Linked DNA regions of Triticum aestivum: region 2 is linked to region 1. A link is a contact called in public Hi-C data. All regions are on one chromosome and are shown on one strand. The core of a region is the stretch at or near the end of the contact, and the rest is flanking DNA. Distances in the headings are between cores, read along the strand shown. Region 1 holds the start of LOC123110600. Region 2 holds the start of LOC123110601 (probable polyamine transporter At3g19553).

Region 1 (6,642 bases), core at 2,739-5,238:
ATTGATTGATTGCAATATGTCTTACAATGGATGCCTTGTGCGATGCACGATTACAAGTATGAAATAGATGAGAGATCACTATGGTGGTGGAGATGGCTATGGCGATGGAGAAGGCGGCAGCTAGGGTTTGTGGATGAAGATGATGATGAAGAGGTCCTGGCTTCCGTGCTTGTCGTCCTGTTGACATTCTGATATGGTCCCTTTAATGAAAGTTGTCCAGGTGGACGATCTGCCTCAAAATCCACGCCAAATGGGTGCTCATATGGGCGTGTGCGCCCGTATGGAACATCTTCTTTTGTGATATCTTCGCAGAAACGCCTCATGTTGATTCCTTCTTCCTCCATTCCATTTCCACACATGATTTCTTCCCTTTTTAGCCCATTTTCCATGGAAACACATCAAATTGAGAATTTGTGGAATCCTTTGCATTCATTAGTCATTAGTAGCAATATCAGAGCGAATATCTCTTTTTAAATGAAATATCTCGGTTTAAACAAAGGTGGAACATGTGTAAAAATATCACTCATCAATCCACAACATACACATTATTGGGAAGCATAGTATAAAACAAAACAAATCACCCTACGATCACCCAGGAACACTATGAAGATGAGATAAGCGGTTTGGATCAGATCGTTACCGACTCCGAGTTGTAGTATAAGAAGACGAGTCGGTGTAGAGCGTACTTGGAGTCCCTTGAACCATAGATTAACAATCCCGCGAACTACCCACAAACAACCCCTCGAAGGAAACAGACTGAAAGCACGGCCTCTCTACGAGTTGCAGGGGTACGGTCTTCATGATCCGGCAGTGCTTCACCCTCCAGAGCTAACCATGGCTGGAGAATTAGAGGGAGGAGATTAGAACCAGCCTGGACTTATAATGATGAGTATTAGAGGATATATGTATAGCTCTAATTGATCAACTAGGACCAACTAGAACTAGAACTAGAGAACTGGAGGAGGCTCCAAAACTTGTACGTAGAAAAGTGCCAAAACCCTCTAGTATATATAGGTTGGAGGAGGAGGAGCGGGCACCAAAAGGGGAGGGAAAGTCTCCCCCCCTTGGCAGAACAAGAGGAGGGGGACTTCACTCCAATTCGGCCTCCCCCTCCCCCATTCCATGGGAAGAAGAAGGCGTCACCACTATTGGGCCCTTGTGGCCCAATTCTCCTTTCACTACAGGGACTTTTAAGGCTCGCTTATATTTAATTAAATATAAAAGCCTCCTAACTATTATTAGAGCCTTTTATTATTAATTTAACATCTCTAGAATCATTTTTGACACATATATGTACACCATATAGGTTCAGTAAAAAATAGACATGAACAAAACCCCTTTGTTAAATGACCGATAGTGGAACCATGGACGTGCATATTGATCCCTATGAGTACACGAATGACATTCGAATGAAGCTTTGGTGACCCTTTGCTTCGTGATACCTTACAAAACCTGAGGTGAGATATATCGATATCCTCTTGAGTCATACACATGCTCACTATACTGATCTCTTTATTACCGGTTTTGTTCTTCTTTCTCATTGACATGTTCTGGCATCCCTGTGACATAGTCACCTGTGTCTAGCAGAGGATGAAAGATGTCTTCATGCTGAGAGGGCCCTAAGAATATCTCTCCATCGTCGGAGGAGCAAATTCCACTCTCGAGCTATCTAGTCCCTTGTCAAACTTTTTGATGAACCTGCAAGTTGTCGTTATGATCATCGTGTTACTGATGACGCTTGAGCAACCCTAGAGTTCATCGTACGGTAAGAAGTGACTACGATACTCTCATGGTATAAGGAACTAAATCACATGTTAACACTCCATATTATAATAATTGACTTCAGACGATATTATCTCAAAGTATAATAAACAAGTTTGGGTTGATTCAATATGATCATTCTTCTAACTTCATACTCTGAATGTTGTTTTGGTATTATCATTTACACTTAATGATATCCTAAGATCTAGAAAACATGATCATCAACAACCTTGAGCTAGTTTTAGAGGCGAGACTTGGAATCTTATTTTACCGTTTATCATTCCACACGTGCATATGATTTTTCCACTGAATCACATATTTCGGGATCATAGCAGTTATAACATAGAATATAAACTCTTAATTATGAATGTAGAAATATAATAATACACTATTATTGCCTCTAGGGCAAATTTCCAATAGACTCCCATTTCCATTAGAGTTAATAATCTAGTTACATTGGATCTAATACATTCAAATCCGTGTGAACCTTGAGAATCTTCACCAAACCTTTGTCGACATATTGTCGGATAATGTGATACTTGCACTCAATGTGTCTGGTCTTCATGTGGGATCTTGGTTTCTTAAGCAATAACACCACTATTACCACAATAGAGTGCCATCAGGTTCATTGCACTTTAGACAACACCAACTTCTTCAAGAAACTTCTTGATCCAAACTTCCTCCTTCGACACTTATGCGGCCGCAATATACTCTGCTTCTGTCATAGAATCCGCAACAATGTTTTGTTTGAAACTCTTCCAAACCCCTGCACCACCATTAAGGGTGAAAACATAGCCCGATTGAGATTTATAGTCATCTATGTCAGTCATAAAGCTAGCATTGGTGCAACCTAAATATAATTAAAGGCTCTAAACCTGTCAAACAGGCGCCCCGCCGATTCTTCGAGCCCAAGCGTCAGGCTATGGGCGAGGAACTGACCAAGCTACACTGGGGCCTATAAGGGAAGATTAGATAAAGAATCTCTGAATAATAGATAGCTGGTGCAGTCTTTTCTTTTAGCCCCTTTTCGCGAGATATATAGCCTAGTTATATGAATTGTGTAGGTTCTTAGAACCCATGTCTGCTTCTTTTCATGTTAGTAGTGCTGATTTAGCCTTAGAGGCGACAACTAGCTATGGACTTTGATCTTTAGTTGTCACATCTGGAAGCCATTTTTTATTTTTGTTTAGTTGTCTTCTTGATAGTGGAACTTGATCCTGGTTTCAGATCGTACAAAATAATAAAAATGTTAAGGTACTTTAACCACGGGATAAGTTGAATGAACTCACATATAATCTAGGACTTCATCCTTAGTTGCCCGGGGATATCACTGTCCACCTAGCCTTCCAACCACAAATTGGTTCATATGAATTATAAGTCGCCTCCTCCTCCCCAATTAGGGTTCCCCTGCCTTCCACCGGCGTCACCGCTGGTCTGCATTGTCTCTGGTGGTCTTAGGGTCATGGGAACGCGGTGGATCTCGGCCCTTAACGGTGCGAGGGCTCCGTTTTTAGACGTGTCTTCGAGATTTGTTATTGTTTGTGTCCTACTTAGAAAGGCGAGACAACAGTGGCTCCCTGAAGATGGAATAAAGTTCACCTCGCCTAGCCCACGTTCCCGTGGTGCGTCCAGCATCGTCGGCGGGCATGTGGAGGTGTGTCTCCGGTGGATCTGTCCTTGGTGGAGTTGCTCGGATCTGTTCGTTGTTCGTGTATGCTCGTGTGTTTTCAGGTTGGATTCTTCTGATATATGTTACTCTTCATCGGCGACGGTTGATGTTCTGTTGGCGCTGGTCCTGCGGGGCCTTAGCACAAACGACTTCCCGAATGTGTACTACAACAAGTTTTCGCTCGCTCAGGCGAGGGAGGGGTGATGACGGCGGCGCGCCTTCAGCTCGCTTCAGTGTTTGTAGTCGTTACTAGGTGGCCTACGGATCTGGATGTAATTTATATTATTTCTGGTGTTCGTTGTACTGTCATGATTGAAAATGAATAGATAGGATGTTTTTCTGAAATTTTTTATAAGCAACACTTATGGTGAGCAATCCAAACAATTTAAAAAAATTGCAAAAAAAAGCAGGAAGTTTTTATTTCGGCACGTGTGACCAAGAGTCCAAGAACCAGCAGGGGCTGGCTGACCCCGACAACCGAACCAACCACGCCAGCTCACACTGGCAGCACAATCATCCGCTTCAGGGCCCACCTGTCAGCGGGACATTAGCCCAGAGCAAGGCTCGCCGGGGAGGTGTAAATTGTAAATTGCGCACGAGACAGCGCTGTTCGTCGTGACCAGGGATCAAAATTGGGGAAAAAAATATCTCCCCGATTGCGGCGGCCGCAAAACCAAAAACAAGATTCAGCTCATCGGTGAGCTCGCATTTCGCTCTTGGATATTGGGTCGTGGATTCGGCCTCTCCAATCCAGGTTAGTCTCCTCCCGTCCTTCTTCCCCCAATTTATTCTCGGGGAAATTGGCATCTTTCGGTGGTAGTTCGCCCCGGGATTTTGTCAAGTTTGTGAAATTCGAGGTGGATTTACTTCGGGTCTGCGATTCCCCGTACGGATTTGCTCGAAAACATTGTTTTGGATTAGATTTCTTAAGCTATCCGTGCGTCCGTGCGAGCTCTTGGATCACGGAGCAACCCTTGTGCTGACCTGATTGCGTAGCAAACTTCTGTGCTAATCTTTTCGCTTCTTGATCTGATTACGCAGATGGGTGCTACGATTCTCGCCTAAAGGATACTTCTTGGGGCGAAGCCCTCGGGGGATTGCTGGAGTTCCCCTGGGTGTTCGGTGGCAGCTAGGGTTTGCTCTTCCAGAGCACCATCGTCTCCGCGGGCCTTTTACATTCGTGCTGTTCCAAGATGCAGCCTTCCAAGAAACTTGCTCGCGTCGACACGGCGGAGATCAAGTCGCAGCTAGTCAGGAAGCTCGGCCACCAGCGCTCTGAGCTCTACTTCCATAGCCTCAAGAAGTTCCTGAGTTTTCAGCTAGGCAAGAGCGAGTTTGACAAGATCTGCGTGGCCACACTGGGGAAGGAGAACATCAAGCTTCACAATTTCCTCGTCCAGTCAATCCTCGGCAATGCTTATATGTCGCTGGGGCCACCGCCCAGCAGGCAGACGCCAACTGGGAATTCACAGACTAGCGCTGTGACGAATGGGACATTGGCCAGTGGTGTGCCGCTAGCAAGGAGAGTGCGGCCGGTGGCTAACCGTGACAAGAGGTTTGCTGATAAGCCGAGTCCACTCGGAAAGTCCCCTCTTGGTCATCCAGGGGCCGCGGAGTTTGTGTCCGTCGAGGATGGTGAGGAGGTTGATCAAGCCAGGGGCAGCCCCGTATGTGTGCAGAGTCAGAGCCCAATCAGGGCTCCGTTGGGAATCCCCCCAAAGGCCCAGAATTCTCAGCCTTCGATACCTTATCCTTCAGAGATTTGCTATAATAATGGTGAATTGCCAGGTAGCGAGGACCTGTCGAAGCTACTTGAGAATAAGCTGAAAGCCGAAGGACTTAGCATATCCGTAGAGTGTGCTGATCTGCTGAACTCTGGGCTGAACGTGTACATAAGTCAGATGCTGAAGTCTTGTTTGGGGGTTGCAAAAGCAAGGGGAAAGACAATGAGGATGCCAGAAGCTAACAGAAGTGCCTCTGCTGCTGTAAATGGTGGGCGGAATAATGCCACTGCTTCAGATTTAGCCTGTTCCTACCAAGCTTCACTGGTAGATCTCTGCACAGCTGTACAGTCTAATGCTCGGTTACTGGGGTGTGACTACGCCAGGCAATACGAGAAGATTGCTTCCCACCTTGACAGCTAAATGGCAGCACCCAATTTTCTCATAGAACTTCATCGGTTGTTATGTTGGGCAGAGTAGGCAATCCTTTGCCATAGATTGGTGCTGTAGAAATCTACAGCTAGTTAGGTTGAGGTGAAGTAGATTTTGACTGCCATAGGGCTGAGGGTGTTTTTGGTTAGGATGATACATCATGGAATTTCAATACATCACAGTTCACTTTCATTACTTGTGACTATTCACAAAATAAAGAGTTTCTGCCAATACACCTTCACTTTGTTTCCGCTGCTCACAGATTGTTTACATACCTGTACTGATAACCAGGTTCCGTTGCTTGGGTTTGTCACTGTTTTGTTTGATAATTTGAACCTGTTAGCTTCGCTCTGCTGAAGAAATATTGTTCACCCCTATTTTCTTTCATGTGTGCATAATCTTTGTTCTTTTACCATGCACTTGGAAGCAGTGTTCTTGCTAGCTGCCAAGTTGATTTTTTTTTATCCTTCCTCTTCGGAGTTTCCATAGGTATCTGAATTTTGGCACGACCTGTCTATTTCTATCTTTAATACAAACTAGCATTTGTTCTGACAGTGTAGACTAGGAGCCCTCGCAACGATTTGGAAAGGGTTTACGTTTGATTTGGATCTCACGGTGCTCTCCGCCTGTGCTGTCGCAAGCTGGGCCATCGGCCACGCTGGCCTTGCTTGGAGTAGCTACAGTGTCCGATGGGCTGCTACTCCACGTACAGTTTGGGCTTCTATCCACCGGCATTCGACGATTTTGCTCCGAGCTCGCCTGCAAATGTGTGATGGCTCTCTTCGTCTGCCTATTTGTGTGTTCATCCGTTTTCTGTTTGCCTTGCATTCCCCGTTGTGTCTTCAGCTTGTTTTGAGGGACTTAAGCCTTTTGCCCCTCCCGCCTCTTCAATCCCTGATATAATGCTTCGTTTGTGTATTCTTTCTGCTCCTATCTTCTTCCCTTGTTCCCTTTGGTTCTTCCCGACTGATGTTTGAATAACTGGCCTGTTTCCTTGCTAGATCAAACTGATGGTTCTTCATTTGGTGTCTGCTGGGTTTATTGTTAGCCTTTAGCTGA
Region 2 (6,063 bases), core at 1,668-4,167, 350 kb before region 1:
AATCCAACGCAATGAAGGCTCAATGATTTTTGGCGTGGTTCTGATAGGTGGTGCTATTGTACATCCACCTTGATGGAGACTTCAACCCACATAGGGTAACAGCTGCGCGAGTCCACGAAGGGCTCCACCGACGAAGGGTACACAAAGAAGCAACCTTGTCTATTCCACCATGGCTTAGGACCATGAAGGACTAGCCTCACTCGGGGTAGATCTTCATGAAGTAGGCGATCTCCTTGTCCTTACAACTCCTTGGTTCAACTCCACATGATCTTGAGGCTCCCAAGTGACACCTAACCAATCTAGGAGACACCACTCTCCAAAAGATAATAGATGGTGTGTTGACGATGAACTCCTTGCTCTTGTGCTTCAAAAGATAGTCTCCTCAACACTCAATCACTCTCTCAAAGATTTGGCTTGGGTAGGAGAAGGATTGGAGTGGAAAGCAACTTGAGGAGGCTAGAAATCAAGGTTCAAATGGTTGGATTGGAATGCCTTGATCTCAACACATGAGTAGGTGATTCTCTCCCAGAAAATGAATGGTGGAAGTGTAGTTTCATTCCGATGGCTCTCTTTGAGAGTATGTGGGGTTGGATGGGTATTTATGGCCAACACTAAAAATCCAATTGTTACAAACTTTGTACACAACTCGGTGGTACCGAAATGGAATCTTGGTGGAACCGAACAGTGCAAAAGATTCAAACGTTAGGCATTTCGGTGAGACCGAATGAATCCACTCGGTGGCTTCGATTAGCGATGACCTAAGCGGAACCTCATCTCGGTAGTTTCGATCATTTCAACTTGGTAATTCCAAAATGAAGTCGATGGGTTACAGAAACTTGGCCACTGCACTTCGGTGGGACCAAATGCCATCTCGGTGGAATTGAGTTTCTAGGGTTTGGTTGTGGCTCTGTCTAGGTTGAACTATGTATCGGTGGGACCGACTTAGATATTTAGAGTTTGACAGGATGGAATGTGGGAAAGTGGTTGAGGGTTTTGGAGAAATATCTTCAAGCACTTGAGCAACTAAGTCATGATTAAAACTGCATCCCTTTTAATAGTATTGACTCAATGTGATCTTGGATCACTTAACCAAAATGAAGTCTTGGAGCTTTTGCCAATATGTTCTTCTTAGCATTTTGAGGGGTCCACATCCACATGTCCTTGTCATGCCAACATTGAAATTTCCCGAACTATTTCTTTAAGTAGGCATTAGTTCAATGACATATATGTTATTATTAATTACCAACACCACCCAGGGATTAGTTGCACTTTCACTAAGTTCCCGAGAGACCTTCCACGAGGCTGACAAGAGGAGGCAAGCCCGAGGAATATGAAGGTGCCTAGGAGATCATCTTGAGGCCCAAGCTACCCTGGCGGCTCTTCAAGGATGTTGTCAAACTCCACTCCGTTTTCAGCTTCTATGGGGAAGAAGCAAACTGACAAGATAGGGGACAACATTCCGTACATCACAATGCTCATCCAAATGTATGTCATGACATGTTAAGTTGATGAATTGATCAATGCAGCAAGAAACAATTTAATTGAAGTGGAAGCTCATTCCTATGTTCAAAAGCAAATATCAATGCAATTTGGGGAATGGTCAATCCATACTATTATGGCTTGACAACTGGCTTGATATTCCTTTAGCCAGTAAATTCAGAGATCTTCACTCTTTTGTCAAAAATGATCTGCAATATGTAGCCTCCTGGATATTAGTGGAAGACCCTCATCAACTGTTACATACCCCTCTATCTGAGCAAGCACATGGCCAGTTGATTGAATTGCAAAGGCTAGTAGAAGCACGCTGGTCTACACAAAGGAAAGATACTTGTAAAGGAATTAGGTAAAACAAACACTACTCATCCATCAAGATGTACCATTCCATCTTCTATAGGACTGAGGAGAATCATCTATTCGAATGGACCTAGAAGACAACCAATAGCCTCAGACATAAAACATTTTCCTGGTTGTTGCTTCATGATAGAGTTAACACCAGGAATCTGCTTAAGAGAAAAAACATGCACCTAGATTGCTATGAATGTGTCTTCTGCAATGAGAACGTTGAAGAAACCTTGAGACATCTTTTTTGGGACTGCAATTTTGCTCAAGACTACTGGAACAACATTTTTTTCCATTGGAAAACATGGCATATCAAGTTTTCATGATATCATGCTCATACACTCTTCACTTCCTAAAGGAATAGCTTTGGATATTATTATCCAAGGATGTTCGAGAATTTGGACTCAACGAAATGGCGAGAAATTGCCAAGTGTAATTACGATGTTGAAAATTCAGGTTCAAGGAAGATTTGATGCTTGTGCAGCATAGAATAAAGGCAAAACATTTGATGTGACTACATGAATGGGTTACTGCACATTTGTGATGTTGGTCGGCAATTAGATCACCAAATTAGTTCCACCATGTTTCCTAAGCGAGGCATCGACTTAATTGAGGTGGAATTGGTCAATTTATAGCAATTCCAAACTTCAAGACATAAATCGAATGGGTTTAAACATGTTTGGCCCTAAATAGGATATTTCCAAGTTCTTAACATGTATGATTATGGCATAAACATGTATAGTCTATTTTTCTGAAATTTTTGTCATATTATTACACATATTTCTTGGATCATCAATTATATGGCGCAAATAAATTATACCTATTTTTTCTAAATTATATATGAATATTTAATGGTTGGAAGTCCTAGAAAATAAGCTTAATGGCTATACACTGACATTGCTATAAAAAAACTATACACTGACATTCCGTTAGAATTAGAAAAAGCTATACACCGAGATGCGTGCGAGCACGTGCGGATCCTGTCTAACTGGAATACAGAATCATGACCAGAACCCTGGGCCCGCCTTGCCAGTTGCCATGCCCAAATCACCCGATAATATCTCCCGCAGCTTCCTCCCAACACAACGACCATTTCTTTTCCATACTTCCACACCTCACCAGACCAATCCCCTGATCCGTCTCTCTCGTCGCCCGCGGCGGCGGGGGCGGTGGCGCGCAGCCGTTGACCCGATGACCGGCGGAGGCGGAGAGGACGTCCCCGCGCCGAGGCGGCGCCCCCTGACGGTGCTCCCCCTCGTCGCGCTCATCTTCTACGACGTCTCGGGCGGGCCGTTCGGCATCGAGGACTCTGTCCGCGCTGGCGGCGGCGCGCTGCTCCCGCTCCTCGGCTTCCTCATCCTCCCGGTCCTTTGGTCGCTCCCTGAGGCCCTCATCACCGCCGAGCTCGCCTCCGCCTTCCCCACCAACGCTGGCTACGTCGCCTGGGTCTCCGCCGCGTTCGGCCCCACGGTCGCCTTCCTCGTCGGCTTCTCCAAGTGGGCCTCCGGCACCCTCGACAACGCGCTCTACCCGGTGCTCTTCCTCGACTACCTCCGCTCCAGCGGGCTCGCCCTCGCGCCACCGATCCGCTCTCTCGCCGTGCTCGGCCTCACCACCGCGCTCACCTACCTCAATTTCCGCGGCCTCCACCTCGTCGGCCTGTCCGCGCTTTTCCTCACCGCCTTCTCCCTGTCCCCGTTCGTCGCGCTCACCGTGCTAGCCATCCCCAAGATCCGCCCTTCCCGCTGGCTCGCCGTCAACCCCAAGGCCATCGACCCGCGCGGGTACTTCAACTCCATGTTCTGGAACCTCAACTACTGGGACAAGGCGAGCACGCTCGCCGGCGAGGTTGATGAGCCGAGGAAGACGTTCCCCAAGGCGGTGTTCGGCGCCGTGGCGCTCGTCGTCGGCGCGTACCTCATCCCGCTCCTGGCCGGCACCGGCGCGCTGCCATCGGAGACCGCGGCCGAGTGGACGGACGGGTTCTTCTCCGAGGTCGGGCAGAGGATCGGCGGGCCCTGGCTGCGCGTGTGGATCCAGGCCGCGGCGGCCATGTCAAACATGGGGCTCTTCGAAGCCGAGATGAGCAGCGACTCCTTCCAGCTCCTCGGCATGGCCGAGATGGGCATGATCCCCGCCATCTTCGCCCGGAGGTGATGAACTCGAATCTGAATCCGAAGTCGAAATCTAATCTTCCCGCCAAGAAGAAACCATAAAAACATGTCTCATCTTCCCGCGATGCATCGTCTTACACGCAGATCGCGACACGGAACGCCCACGTACAGCATCCTCTGCTCGGCGACGGGGGTGGTGGTCCTCTCCTTCATGAGCTTCCAGGAGATCATCGAGCTCCTCAACTTCCTCTACGGGCTCGGCATGCTCGCCGTGTTCGCGGCGTTCGTCAAGCTGCGTTTCAAGGACCCGGACCTGCCCCGGCCGTACCGGATCCCGCTCGGCTCCGTGGGGGCAGCCGTCATGTGCGTCCCGCCCGTGTTGCTCATCGGCACCGTCATGTGCCTCGCGTCGGCCACGACCATCGTCGTCAACATCATCGTGCTCGCCGTCGGGGTCGCCATGTACTTCGGCGTCGAACGTCTCAAGCGCAGCGGCTTGGTCGAGTTCTTGACGCCCGTGCCGTCCGACAGCTTCCACGGATCGTCGTCCGACGACGACGTCGAGGATGTTCGCGCCGTCCTCCTCCCCGCCGCCGTGCCCCCCGCCCAGGAGGAGGAAGTGGCCAGCAAGGCTGAGTAGCGCGCGCTCGCGGAGAGGCGGTCGCAATTTGTACCTCCACACATACGTACCTAGTACAGTTGTTGTACAGTAGGTTCAGTAAATGGGTTTATTTGTCATACACCAATAATCAATTCATTCATACCACAGTTAGTTGAGTTTTGTAAATCCCCGAGTTGTCATGGTGAAAACTGTAGTTGCTTCATGTTTGGGATTCATTGCAAGAATTTGAGCTCTGGATCTGGATGCAGAGCACTATGGGTTGATTGACTGAACTGAAATATAGTCAGGTTCCATTTAAAGTGCAGCACATATATACTCTGCAAGACTCAACGACAGCAAACATGTTCCGTTTTGCTGTATTTCAGAGCCAGCTTGAAGAAGTCATGTCAGTCTTTTTCTAACTGATCCACATCACAGCAAAAAATATAATGAGAATGAAAACTTCTTCTTTATATACATACGAGAATGAAAGCGTTCTGAAATGGATGCTGTGATGTGTAATGCGCGACAAAGGCAGCTCACTATACTACACACGTGACTCGTGCATATGGAAACATAGGAATTCCACTGCCAACTAACTGGATCAGATGATGGACTAGTGTAGATGCATGTCACCATCGGCTTGCTGGAGAGTGGACAGAAACGTGCCGCGCGGGGTGAGAGGGCTCAAATAAGTCGTCCTCTTGGACGGGATCAACACTGTCTATTCCTTTCCGCTGAAATGCTGAATCAAATACGGAAGCGATTGCAAGCGGAACCCCTCCCCTTGCACTTTTGTCTCCTAGTATAACTTTGTGTGCAACGCCGAGTAGCAGTAGGCTCAATTTGTTTGAGTGAGCAGGAGTTGTGTTTCTTCGGCAAAGTGCGGATAGATTGTGATGCGGTCAGCTTGGCTCTTGAGTAAAGTACTGCTATGACGAATCTTTTGTACGACTGATCGACCAGACTGCACTGCTCACCATTCCTATCTTTTTTTTAGAGCATCTCCAGCCGTTGGCCCGGAGAAGGCATAAAAATTGCCGCCTGGGAGCGAGCCGGCGGTATAATCGGTTCTGGGGCGGTTGGGCACCCAGCCGTCGCCCCAGGTCGCCTCCAGGCGTCGATGTCGGCCCATTTTTCGGTCCATTTTCAGCGAAAAGGCCCGATATCGGCGCGAATCGGCTCATATTCGGCGTGGTTCGTCGTGAGTTCTCAACATAAATAATATTTTTATCACATAGTTCATCACAGAAAATAAATAGAAATCAAATAATTCAATAGAAATTATATAGTTCAACAAATAAAAACACATATTTCATCACACGTCGAACTAGGCGTCGCCCTTGATCCTTCATAGGTGCTTCACCAGATCTTGCTGAAGTTGTTGATGCACCTATGGATCTCGGATCTAATGACGCATATTGAGGTAGGCAGTCCAGGTTGCCGGTAGCTGGTGATCAACTTGGACAAGAGGACCCTGCTTGTAGCATGGTTCAGTGTCAAACACTG

What was found. A called contact is a pair of places that touch in the nucleus more often than the background predicts.
Region 2: a Hi-C map of leaf shows a contact between it and region 1, with 4 times the contacts expected there. The contact joins the promoter of LOC123110601 here to the promoter of LOC123110600 in region 1. A contact is called at or near these places in 2 of 5 Hi-C or Micro-C datasets (both in leaf).

What each region holds. Positions count from the first base shown.
Region 1 is chr5B:97,481,908-97,488,549 of IWGSC CS RefSeq v2.1, reverse strand. It overlaps LOC123110600, which reads left to right and starts at 3,988. Exons shown (of 2, transcript XM_044531159.1): 1 at 3,988-4,184; 2 at 4,472-5,816. The coding sequence starts at 4,624. The coding sequence ends at 5,574.
Region 2 is chr5B:97,831,626-97,837,688 of IWGSC CS RefSeq v2.1, reverse strand. LOC123110601 (probable polyamine transporter At3g19553) reads left to right here and starts at 2,917. Exons shown (of 2, transcript XM_044531160.1): 1 at 2,917-3,992; 2 at 4,098-4,853. The coding sequence starts at 3,031. The coding sequence ends at 4,593.